2 separate regions of the Mus musculus genome follow, and region 2 is linked to region 1. The links are chromatin contacts, called in public Micro-C maps. All regions are on one chromosome and are shown on one strand. Each heading gives the region's core, a stretch centred on a gene start, on an enhancer-like site or on the middle of the called end of the contact. The rest is flanking DNA. Distances are from core to core; before and after follow the strand shown. Region 1 has its middle 120 kb from the start of Prl. Region 2 has its middle 31 kb from the start of Prl.

Region 1 (6,576 bases), core at 1,023-3,522:
GGATAACCTATTATACAGGGAGAAAGGGGTATTTACACTGATTGCAGAAATGCATGCATTCAAGGTGAGGGATTATATTCGTAGTAGTCACAGAAAACTTTGTGTGTCAAGGAGGGTTTGTATTTTCACAAACTACAGCAAACCTCAGGGAACTGAAAGTCTGTGTTTGCAACATTCTTTACAATGTCTCTTTTGCACTAGTCAAAGCAGTTCCTAGGTTCCTGGAGGAAGTGCTCCTTCTGTCCTTTATGGAAATGGTTACAGAGTCATTTAGAGTTCAGTGACAAATGTGAAAGAAGACTGCTATAAACTGTCTGAGCAGTCTCATTTATGATAACCCCTTTGGAGTCAGAATGATCAGTTGTGATTTTGGTGAGTTTTCTCAAAGCATAGGTGGGGTGTTCAAAATGATCAGAGTACAGAAGAGTATGTCCTTCTGTTTGATGAACAGTGCTTTTGCTCAGAAGAGTCAAAGAAGAAAAAAGAAGTGTTGTCAGGAAATCAAATTCTCCTTGTCCAACTTTATTTCCAATTGACTGGAGATAAGCATCAAAAGGCATGTTTCCAGAATGACAACCTCCCTCTACACACCACTCAAAATGGTAATATCATAAACAGGAAGCCATTGAAGGGAACTCTTACAAATTATGATAAATATGTGGAAATGTAGGTCTCCATAACTGATGGCTTCTGGCTAGGGTGTAGGTGGGGAAGGGCTCAGTGTTCTTTAAGGGGACTGGCCACTGGGAGGTTGACCATGTCCCACTGAGTATGTGGGCAACAAAAATTAGATTTGTGGTTTTTTGGGGAAAGGGTGTCACAAGTGTAGGGAGGCAGACCTTTGAAGACTGGAAAGTGGGTATAATTGGGGTATATTTTGTGAAATTCCCAAATCATTAATAAAAGTATTATGTTGGAAAAAATTATTAGGTATTTTCTTTATTTACATTTCAAATGTTCTCCCCTTTCCTAGTTTCCTCTCTGAAAGTCCCCTATCTCCTCCTCCTTCCCCCTGCTCCCCACCCCACCCACTCCTGCTTCCTGGCCCTGGCATTCCCCTATACTGGGGCATAGAACCTTCACAAGACCAAGGGCCTCTCCTCCCATTGATTACCGACTAAGCCATCCTCTGCTACCTATGTAGCTACAAGTCCCACCAAGTGTTTTCTTTGATTGGTGGAAAAACATTGAGCAGCTTAAAGAGCTGTATGTTTAATGGTAACAGTCCTTAGTAAATGTAGAGAGGTTTAAGGCTGCCCTGTTCTCTAGGGAGAGATGACTCCCCTTCATCTATCTCATGTACACACACATGAAACTTTGCCTTGGCCCTTTTATGCATACAATTTAGCATTGCTTCAAGTGTGTATTTTATTATGTGAATATTATATGCAAAAAGAAACACTTCAATATTATGTAAACATAAAAAAATTAATTATTTTCTAACCAAATTTTTTTACCCTGTTTACATAGGAAGGGTGATGCTGGGAAGCAAGTTCCTTTGATTGCATGTTATAATCTGCACAGCTTGTGATATGTGACAAAAGTGCTCTAAAACAAACTAGAGGGCAGCCATGTTCTTTCCCATACTCTGTGACTCCTGTCCTACCTTTCTTGTTTCCTTTCCTGGAGAGGTCGCAGACCTTTCCTGGCTAGGCGATTGCTCATCCTTCTGGTACTTTTGGCAGAGAGAAGGCCAAATACATGTGAGTAAAAATGAGTAAGAATCTAAATTAGAACTGAAGTCGGTTTAATAACCCCAAGTTCTCCTCAAAATAAGCTACTTTAAGATACAATAAATACACACACACACAAGCTCTGCTTCTTGCCTTATTCCATCCATTTGCTGTGAACTTTATTTTCTTCCAAAAACATGGAAGTAGGTGATCTGTGTTAAAGTCATTAGAATCACCTTTCCATGCCTAAGAGTATACCACTGAGATCTGTGTATGGACACACCCCATCCTTTGTAATATTGCTGCAAAGCCGAGTGCACATAATAGGCCTTGGGAGCCAACAGTGGCCAGAGACCATTCTCCTACATTCCTAGCTAAGATTTTAATTATTCTTGTAAAATCTCTGAAGGAAAAAGGACTTCCCTGTATGGTTTTTGGGGTGTCCAGGTGGTCCCTGATTGGAATGACTCTTACTGGAGCAAACTCAAAGATGCAAATTTAGAATGGTATGTCCTTTTCTTGAACAGAATGCTTCTGTTATAGTCATTCTGTGTCATCAAGAACCCCTACAGTAAAGTTCAGATCCTTATCTATGAAGTCCTAGCTCTCACATCTCTTTGCTGAGCCAGAGGATATGACTCAGATCCTACTCTTCTGCCCAGCAGCTGAATTCCAAGTGTCCCAGGCATTTATGCTGCTGGCTGCATGCAGGCTATGAAGCAGGATACCATTATCAATAGCTCTAAGCCTAGTAATGCTTAACTAGCTTCCTTACAAAAGCACACACACTTTAGAAGAGTAGGAATATCAGAAACTTTCTACTCTGCTAACAAAACTCATATGAATTCGAATGCAATGAAATTTCAAACTAGCATAGATTCAAACTAGCTGAATTTTCAAACTAGCATGTATCGCTCATTAAAAAAAAAAAAAACCTTTGAAAAAAGTCTGGCATTTTCATTTATAGAATAGAATAATATAGTGACATAAATTTCTTCATAAATAAAGAAAAATACTGTGAACAACTAACCACTGTTTTATACTTGAAAAGAATGGAGACTTACCTTAAAATTTCAGTTTCCTGCTGTAGTATACCTCATTTCACAGACTACCAAGTCTCCTGAAAATTTACTCATAGTCAAACAACTGTTCTGCAGTTTTTATTCTTATTTCCCCTGAAAAATTAAGTTTGGAACCCTAAAGAAATCCTAAAATTACATAGAAAAAATTTACCCTTTTAACGATTTCTTTAATTGCTACAATACTATATGACAAATCACCCTAAAGTCTGTGGTTTTAAAGAGAAAGTGGTAGGTTTTGATCATGTCTCCAGGTCAGCGATTTTGATGTGCTCAGAGGGACTTGACTGTACAGTTCTGGTCTTAGCTGGACTCACTAACCTTCATGAATTTACGAAACAGTCCCTAAGGAAATCAGTCAGGACAACTGAGGCCTTTTGATTTTTAGGCATTTGGCTTTCTTTAGCAGGCTAGGTTGGCTTTGCTATCTTGGTTTTTTCAGTGAAGCAAGAGACAACCAGAAAGAACTGAAGGTTTGTTTGTTTGTTTGTTTGTTTGTTTGTTTGACAGATTGTTGTGTGTTTTGCAGGTTGTGTTTATGCTCAACTACTAACATACATTTGCTAGAACAATTTTGAGTGAAGCTCATATTGTTGGGGACAGAAGGCAAATTGTGAAGTCTTGTGGCTGGTTGGCTTCAAGGAAGAGAGAAGAGAACCACAGTTATTAATATGTTAATTTTAAGGCAGCATCAGATTTCCATGTGACAATGTTAGCAGCAATAATCCAGATGAACAAGATAATTCCTGTTTTGAGATGTAATTGAGTTTAATTCTCTGAAGTACTACAGAAGATTTAAATATATATATATTTTTCCTTGACTGGTTACAAAATTCATGGTTGGGACCCTTATTTTAGATTAAAAAGAGCAAAGCATGCAAAATAAACTAATACAAATTGTATACGATTTAGAAATACTTGTAAGGAAATTTAAACCCAAAGAAAGGAGAATGCATACAAGTTTTATGCTAGGGATGATAGCCATGTGGACAATTTGGTCAAGTGTTCTAAGCTATAGGGCTATGATTCTGCCCTGTAGAGAGAGGGGTAATCAAAAGAGAGAGACTTAGAGACAAGTGCCCCTTTCTTTGGCTAAACATTGAAGGAGAGATCTTAAGATAATAGATACCACAACCAGGCAAGTGATACACAGCTTTTGGGAGGCATATATGGCAGGGGTATCATCAGATGTGTGACTCAAGTCCAATCCATAAAACAAATTCCAGGACCAGAAACACAAACAAAAGAGGTGGGAGACCCCTAAGAACACCCTACTTGAGGAAGGGAAAAACTGAACAGACCCAGGCAAAGGAAAGTCTTGCCTCCCAGAAAGAGATTTCACAATCTTGAAAACTTATCTCTTTGTTAATTTAACATGCCTATTTCCAGGTTTTGTTTCATTCTTTTCTATAGAAGGGTAACAGCTGTGGGGGTGGATGGTCGGGGAGAGAAGCTGTGGCTTTTTCTTTCCATTTTGCTAAATTGTAAATAAATCCATTTTCTTTCGCTAATTCTGAGTCTTAATTTATTTTAAATAGGAAACTGAGGCAGCAGATTTCTGGACCTGCCTGTCTTGATTTGGACAAAGGACTATAAGCTGATGACAGTAAACCAGGGGAAAAGACCTCAGGCTGATGTTCAATTCCTCTATGTGCAAGTCTTCACGAGATTGCTTCCGCCATTGACCACAGAGTGGGTATCACGGAATGAGCAGCTTGTGACCCTTCATGAGCAAGCAGGGGCAAAAGTGCTCTGGAAGTTGGGCTGTTTTCTCTAATGCCCAGCTGCTGCATTGAAGGAAAACATGACCCAAATCCTTCAATAATACAGGAAAGAATGAGATTGACAGCACATTGATAGAGCAGCTTCATGTGGAAAAATTAAGAAGCTTTCTTTCACAGCCTGAAGCAGGATGATATCTTCATTTGTAGGCACCTGCCTTTCCTGTTCTTTCCTCCCTTTTCAGTGTGTGTGTGTGTGTGTGTGTGTGTGTGTGTGTGTGTGTGTGTGTGTGCACGCGTGTGTGCATGTGAGTGTGAGAGTGTATTTTATGTTTATTGGATATTGAGCAGAAGCCCTTTGCCTTGTGAAGTACTCAACCCCGAGATATATTGCCAACCATATTGCTACCTTATTTTGACACACTCTGTTCAGATACTTGAATATTCCCAGCTGTCTTGCTGGGTGCTTGTTTATTTGATTGTTTTGTTGTTGCCTTCTTTCCACACAAAGGCTCACGAGGTTATTTGGGCTGGTGTTGAACTCACTGTATAGTTCAGGTTGGTCTAAAGTCTGTGTTCCCTCTGCCTCAGTCTCCTGACTAGCTGTAATTGTATGCCCAGCTCTCTATCCTAGGTTCCTATTAGCTAAGGGTAAAGGCTTATACTTGGGAAGATAACTGTGGTGAAGTTAAAATGGAAGAAAAAGAAGTCAGTCAGACAGTGCTATCGGCTTACTGGTTTACATGAAGCTAAACTCACAGTGAGGTCTGATAACCATGGCAAGTTAGAATATTTCCAAAGGTCACTCAGACCTGTGTGCTGCAATTAAAATCAAAATTAAGAACTTAAAACCAAGTATTCCTTTCATTTAAAATAATTCTGGGCTAAGAGTTAGTTATGTCTCAGAAGTTAGTGATTGTTATATAACTGTAAGCCCAATGCTTTGTGTCTGAAATCCTAGCCTTTCTTTGGCAAGATGGAAAGTGTAGATAGTGGAACCACTGAAGACTCACAGGATGCTCAGTGGAGACTGTACCGTAGAGAAAGCCACAAAGTGGGCATGTGTCACACAAGGCAGAAGATGGGGCCCTAATACCTGAAGTTGTTTTCACATGTGCTGCAGCCCATAATCACATATATGCATACCCACACAGACAATACACAGATGAGCACACACACACTACAACCCCCCCCCCACACACACACAGATAGACACACACATTTATTCATTTTTGTATTTGTTTAGTTCAAAGTTTGCTATTCAAGGGCACCACATGAAGTTACTAACTTCTTATACAAGTCTCTGTCATTCAGTTCTTCCAACAGAACTCCCATTGGTCTTTTCCTTTGTGCTATGTGTATTTATCATTTCCCCTGGATTGTTTGATGTTTGAGAAGAGAGCCCAACTTCACTTTTGTTCTGTGTTTACACACTGTCCAATTTCTAGATCTCAATAAATGCATAAGAAATAATAGGAAATATGTAGGCAAAGTAGAAAGATATGTATGTGTTAGCATCGTAGATAAAAAAGAAAATCCAAGACATTTCAAACTCAAAAACTTCTTCATCGAGAAGCTTTTAAAAAGTCCACTTTTAAACATGACAGACAATATAAACTATATGTTTTTATGTACCCATGCTGGGCATTCAATGCATGAATGTTTCAGAACACAGATACAAACAGATTTCATGTTTTTATTAGTAAGAACCAGAGAAAATCAATGTCAGGGACTTATCAAACAAATGCAGGACCTCCCCCAGGATAAGCTGCTTTTCCCAGAATTTTCAATTAGAGAGCAGGATGAAAGCGAAGATATGCATTACATATCCAATCCAAGTCAGCTGATACAAAATCAAAGGCTTCACTAGGCATGCGGCAAGTGTTTAATATTTTCTTGAGCCAATTTAGACCCGCATACATTCCCTCCTAACTGCCTACATGCTGGTGTTATGGTACCTTCTGGAATGCACAAAATGAACCCACTGCCATCTTGCTTGCTAATGAATTTATTCTGGTTTAGTTATAACTCCAAAACATAAAAGGGTCTTCACTCACTTCTGTTAATTGGGTGTATATGTAATAGGGGAGTTATCTTCTAAAA
Region 2 (5,750 bases), core at 1,979-4,478, 86 kb after region 1:
CAATACTTCTCCTGGGCATATATCCAGAAGATGCCCCAACCGGTAAGAAGGACACGTGCTCCACTATGTTCATAGCAGCCTTATTTATAATAGCCAGAAGCTGGAAAGAACCCAGATGCCCCTCAACAGAGGAATGGATACAGAAAATGTGGTACATCTACACAATGGAGTACTACTCAGTTATTAAAAAGAATGAATTTATGAAATTCCTAGCCAAATGGATGGACCTGGAGGGCATCATCCTGAGTGAGGTAACACATTCACAAAGGAACTTACACAATATGTACTCACTGATAAGTGGATATTAGCCCAAAACCTAGGATACCCAAGATATAAGATACAATTTGCTAAACACATGAAACTCAAGAAGAATGAAGACTGAAGTGTGGACACTATGCCCCTCCTTAGAATTGGGAACAAAACACCCATTGAAGGAATTACAGAGACAAAGTTTGGAGCTGAGAAGAAAGGATGGACCATGTAGAGACTGCCATATCCAGGGATCCACCCTATAATCAACTTCCAAATGCTGACACCATTGCATACACTAGCAAGATTTTATCGAAAGGACCCAGATGTAGCTGTCTCTTGTGAGACTATGCCGGGGCCTAGCAAACACAGAAATTTATGCTCACAGTCAGCTATTGGATGGATCACAGGGCTCCCTATGGAGGAGCTAGAGAAAGTACCCAAGGAGCTAAAGGGATCTGCAACCCTATAGGTGGAACAACATTATGAACAACCAGTACCCCGGAGCTCTTGACTCTAGCTGCATATGTATCAAAAGATGGCCTAGTCGGTCATCTCTGGAAAGAGAGGCCCATTGGACACACAAACTGTATATGCCCCTTTACAGGGGAACGCCAGGGCCAAAAAAAAATGGGAATGAGTGGGTAGGGACGTGGGGGGGCGGGTATGGGGGACTTTTGGGATAGCATTGGAAATGTAATTGAGGAAAATATGTAATAAAAAATAAATAAATAAATAAATTAATTAATTAATAAAAAGAAGAACTCAGCATAAACCTCACACTAATGTTCCCCTTTTGTTACATGTGAGCAAAACATGGATTATTTTATGTTGCTTGTGGAATGTATTGCATCACTATGGATAAAAATGCTGGGAAAATTTATCCCAGTCTAGATGGAAATGGTGGAAGTTTTAACCAACATCAAGTGTATGAGTGTAGCAAGGGTCATGGTATTCTGTTACTCTCTGGGAAATCTTACTCTATAGTTCTCTAATCAGGTGCTACAATTAGCAAATAGCCATTAATTTACCTTTAAGTAGTTCTTGAAAATAAATTTCAATTTTGTATATATATATATATATAGAGAGAGAGAGAGAGACAGAGAGAGACAGAGAGAGACAGAGAGAGACAGAGAGAGACAGAGAGACAAAGACAGAGAGACAAAGACAGACAAAGACAGAGAGATTTATTTGAGTAGATAAAGCATTTTTATATATGTTGTTTGTATGCACTTCACTGTCTTTTTTCACACACCCAACTCTTCTCCCAGTACTAAAACAAATTGATGATTCTTTAGTGAAGATACTAGGTGAAATACCAGAACTACATTTACAAATTATGTCATAAAAGCAAAAGAAAACATACATATTCTGGTCTGTTTTCTGCTATCTAATTTCTAAGTTCTTGTTTCTGAGTAGGTTAAAGCCATGTAAATCTTCTGGACAACAAAGGAAATTACTGGATTTTTATTGTTATTGTCATTATTATTTTATATTCAAGCCTGACATGGGTAAATTATTGAGTTTAAGTATTGAAGAAAATTTGAAGCATAATTTAAGCCAGTTCATTATTTCATTTAACTAGTAAATTAGCTCAACTTCTTTTTCCATTTCATTAGAAACAATAATATGGATTCAAGCAAACTTGATGAACTCCTAATGAACTGGAATATTAAATATGCAGAAAAAAGGAGCGCAAAGCAAATTTTAATTTTCCTCCCTTTTACACTGACACATATCATAAATCCAAATTAGTCTAAACTTTCCTCGGTCTTATTCTTTCATTGATTCTCATTTAAGTTTAGAAATAGGAGCTTCGGTCATGGTTACTTGCTCTGTCCTCGATCCAGCTCACCCTTTTCCATTACACTGCCTGTCTCTGCAGAGTGTGTCCTGTGGACCATATCAGTATAACCTATCCTTGCCTTATCCACTACATGTTGTCATTAGAAAGCCCTGGAAAGAAACAGATCAGTAAAATTAAAAAAATATGATGTCAGTGAATTCATTCCCTGAAACTTGCACATTCAATGGTGTCCTCCTAACACAAAGCACTACTCCTTCATAGTGATTTTAGGGAGAGTCTCTGTATTCAAATTCTAGTCATTCTATCTTCCCCTCCTCTCTTTGAACCTAAGGGAGTGCAGTTCATTCACTGCTACCCAATCCCTACTATTTTATTAATAATCTTTCTTTGTACTATTAAATCCCATCGTGTCATCCACTTTCTGTTTGAACTTCACCACACCCTTAACTGAGAGGAGAGACTCAGTCGCGACACATCCCAGGTCAGAATGGACTGTCAGCATACCCTGTGGGGACAATGTCTTGACTATTAATTGATGTAGGAAGGCTTAGCTTATTGTGCCTGACACTCTTCCCCGGCAGGTACTACTGGGCTTTATAAGAAATAATAAACCTCAGAGACAGCCACCAAACAGTATTCCCTATTGTGTTGTCTTCAAGTTCCTCTTAAGTTCCTGCTCTGACTTCTGATAGGAAAGAGGTAGAAGTATAATGATCTGAAAGTATACTCCAAAGAAACATTTTCTTCCATCTCCTCAGCTGCCTTTGGTCAAGGTATTTTATAAAAGAAAGTAGTCAAGATCAGATTCTTAAACCATATAATCTAGTTTTATAAATTGAGGGTTTGGTGTCATGGACAAGGGCCAACTGCTCCCTATGCTGTCAGTGAAAAAGGAATTAAAATACAGTAGAATTCCTAGTTGCTGGCAAAGCAAAGCCTTCTGGTATTAAGTAAACGGATGAGATGATGAAGATATTAGTTGCAGATCTTCAAGGAAACCTTTGAGATGTTCATGGGAGTCAACTTTGAACTTTTGTAGGTACAGGAGCTCAATATTTGTAATCAGAAATATATCTTCTGTCCATGTTGACTTTCTTTTCAGTCATGCTGTACACACGTGGCTGAAAATGTAACCACTAGAAGCTTGGAGTTCCCTCCTCCTAGTAACTATATTCAAAATGCCATAGGGTTTTACAGTATTAGTCATGTACCAGTCTGTGAGCAGCTACAGCTAGTTCTATATTTGATCTTTAGAAGAAGCTTTCCTCATGCAGCTCAAGTAGGCCTTGAATTCAACTTGTTATTTGGATAATGGTGACTGCTGATTTCTGGGTTTCTCAATCAGCACCAACATACCTTGCCTACACATAGTTGGTCAAGCTTAAAATTGTTGGCCATCCTTAAGGTAGGATATCAGGAGCCTTACTACCACAAATACATAGATTTGAGTTGAAGATAAATTATTCTTAAAAGAAAAAAAAAAAAGAACTTCCCTCAGAAAACAGAACTAACAGAATGTTCCATAGGGAGAAGCAATAGATATCTAGTATAGAAGCAAGTATGGATTCGGTTATTAAACTAATTTATATTCCACATACACCACCATCCCCCAAAAAACACTGGGCTAATTCAATCTTTGTTTAATGGGAAGAAAAGAAGAAAATATCAAACTAGATACATCACTGGCAGGTGTGCATACAGAATTTGCAGATCTCAGAGTGTTTCCTGTGCCCTGTCTCACAGATCAGGCGCTCTGCATTGAGAGTTCCAAATTACTTAGTCAGAGCTTGTGAATCAGACAAATTTTGTGAACTCCAAGATTGTAAAAATCACTTTGAGAACATGCATTGTGTGCCTATGTTGTTAATAAGATGAAGTATAAAAAGTACACTGGAAACATTTAGAAATCTCTGTGGAAATTTAGCCAGAGACCTACCAAGATATATTTCTGGGCCAAAGGCCAAAGTTTCTCAATTGGTCATGTGTTCTGCTCTTGAATCTACATTTTACCCAGGACCTTGGGGTCATTTTAATACTAAAAATAAAGCTTCCAACCCTCTTTGAAAACAACTTGACTAAGAGTTTAAACATAATATAATAAAATAAAATCCTGGTTGTATACACTCACTGATTCAGACATGGATGACTAGTACAAAAGTCATATACTAGGGATCATGAAATTGGAGATAGTTCTGACACATTAGTGGGTTTTCTGTGCTGAAATTCTGAAGACAAATAAAAAATAAAAAAAAACAAAACAAGAAACAACAACAACAAAAACAAAACAAAACAAAATCAAACAAAAACAAAACAAAACAAAACAAAAACCCACCAGAAAAGTCCCTTGCATTCATGGTAAAGAGATTCATGCAAAGGATGCCAGAACACTCTGTGCCTCTTAGTATGTTAATATGAAATTTTAAAATGATTCTTAACGTTAGGAAAAAATTCAAACTTGGAAACTGAGCAGAATTTCTTTGTTTTTTTTTCTTGAAAACTGTATTGAATTTCTGGTTTATATTTGTGTGTTTGCATGTGTGTATTGTATGTATGTGTGTGCACATGTATACCTTCCTGTATTTGGTATATGCTTGTTTTTGTGTTTGTGGTATATGCATGTTCATGTGACATATGAATGGGTGTATATGTGTGGCATATTTATATTTATGTTCATATTTGTGGTGTATGCATTCTGGTGGTGGGGGTACCAGGCTAGTGGGGGGAATCTTACTTGGGTATGACATAGGTTGACATTTGATGTCTTCCTTTCTTCCTGTGTCATACACACAACTATAAGGGATGATGGGGCAAGGAACTCAGGTCCTCATACTTATACAAGCATTTTATCCACTGAAGTGTTTCTGTTACCCAATCATAAGCACTGTTTTATATGTGTTTTTCTTTAAGTAACACCAACTACTGATTTCTGGGTCCATCATGGCCTTGGTAGGAACAGAATGACAAGGTTCTGGGCCCTGGCTCTTTTGAGTAGTAATGTACATATTGTACATTCCTTCTTTGAGGAATGTCCTCCTTGTTAATGTTAATGACTCCATGATAATCAGACTGCAGGAATCCAAAAGGTGTGGCTGATGTCTCAGCAAAATGGTAAACATTGGGACATTCAGGACAGCCCTTAAGGCTATAGAAAAGAACATGAGTTCAAAAAGATATAATTTCTCAACTATGCAAAATATAAGGATGCAATATGAATTGTGATGGGCTTCAGGACTCTAACGGAGCAGAGGTAGCTACACTATGAGGCAGTTTATCAGAAAGATACAAAAACAGACAGATTATTGAGTTCAAGGTCAGCCTGGGGCACAGAGAGTCCAGGTCCAGGAACACCAGAAATGGAAATTTCAGGACAAGGTCCCACCCAGCCAGTTAAGGATGTGTGCTTAACTAAGGCAGGCAGAGTTCTGAATTCTTTTGCAATGTTAGAAGAAAATATATCCTTGCTGTCTCCTAAGAGTTAAGGGGCTGGGTTCACGGGATGCTGAATCATAGGATAAGAAAAAGGAAACATGTAAATGACTGGATTGAGATTGATATGTAAAATAAAAGACTGGTCTTATGATCTGCTAGAGATGAGATATTCAGAGAATTGTTTAGAATAGCAAGAAAAAACTGCTTGGAGAATTGTCTTGAGCAGAACACACACACACAACACACACACACACACACACACACA

What was found. Hi-C and Micro-C count contacts between places; a contact is called where the count stands out from the background.
Region 2: a contact with region 1 is called in a Micro-C map of embryonic fibroblasts, with 2.8 times the contacts expected there. The contact joins two enhancer-like sites. A contact is called at or near these places in 1 of 15 datasets of contacts at CTCF or cohesin (the NIH/3T3 cell line) and 3 of 484 Hi-C or Micro-C datasets (embryonic fibroblasts, muscle stem cells and pancreatic cancer cells).

Annotation. Positions count from the first base shown.
Region 1 is chr13:26,938,324-26,944,899 of GRCm38.p6, forward strand. No RefSeq gene overlaps it. Among named protein-coding and RNA genes, the nearest start is that of Prl, 120 kb to the right of the region's middle. Within about 2 kb of position 2,273, at least 36 of the 459 cell types and tissues checked have an H3K27ac peak or open chromatin away from gene starts, as enhancers often do. A contact at or near this core is called in the NIH/3T3 cell line, embryonic fibroblasts and pancreatic cancer cells, where this site is marked.
Region 2 is chr13:27,023,598-27,029,347 of GRCm38.p6, forward strand. No RefSeq gene overlaps it. Among named protein-coding and RNA genes, the nearest start is that of Prl, 31 kb to the right of the region's middle. Within about 2 kb of position 3,229, at least 26 of the 459 cell types and tissues checked have an H3K27ac peak or open chromatin away from gene starts, as enhancers often do. A contact at or near this core is called in the NIH/3T3 cell line, embryonic fibroblasts and pancreatic cancer cells, where this site is marked.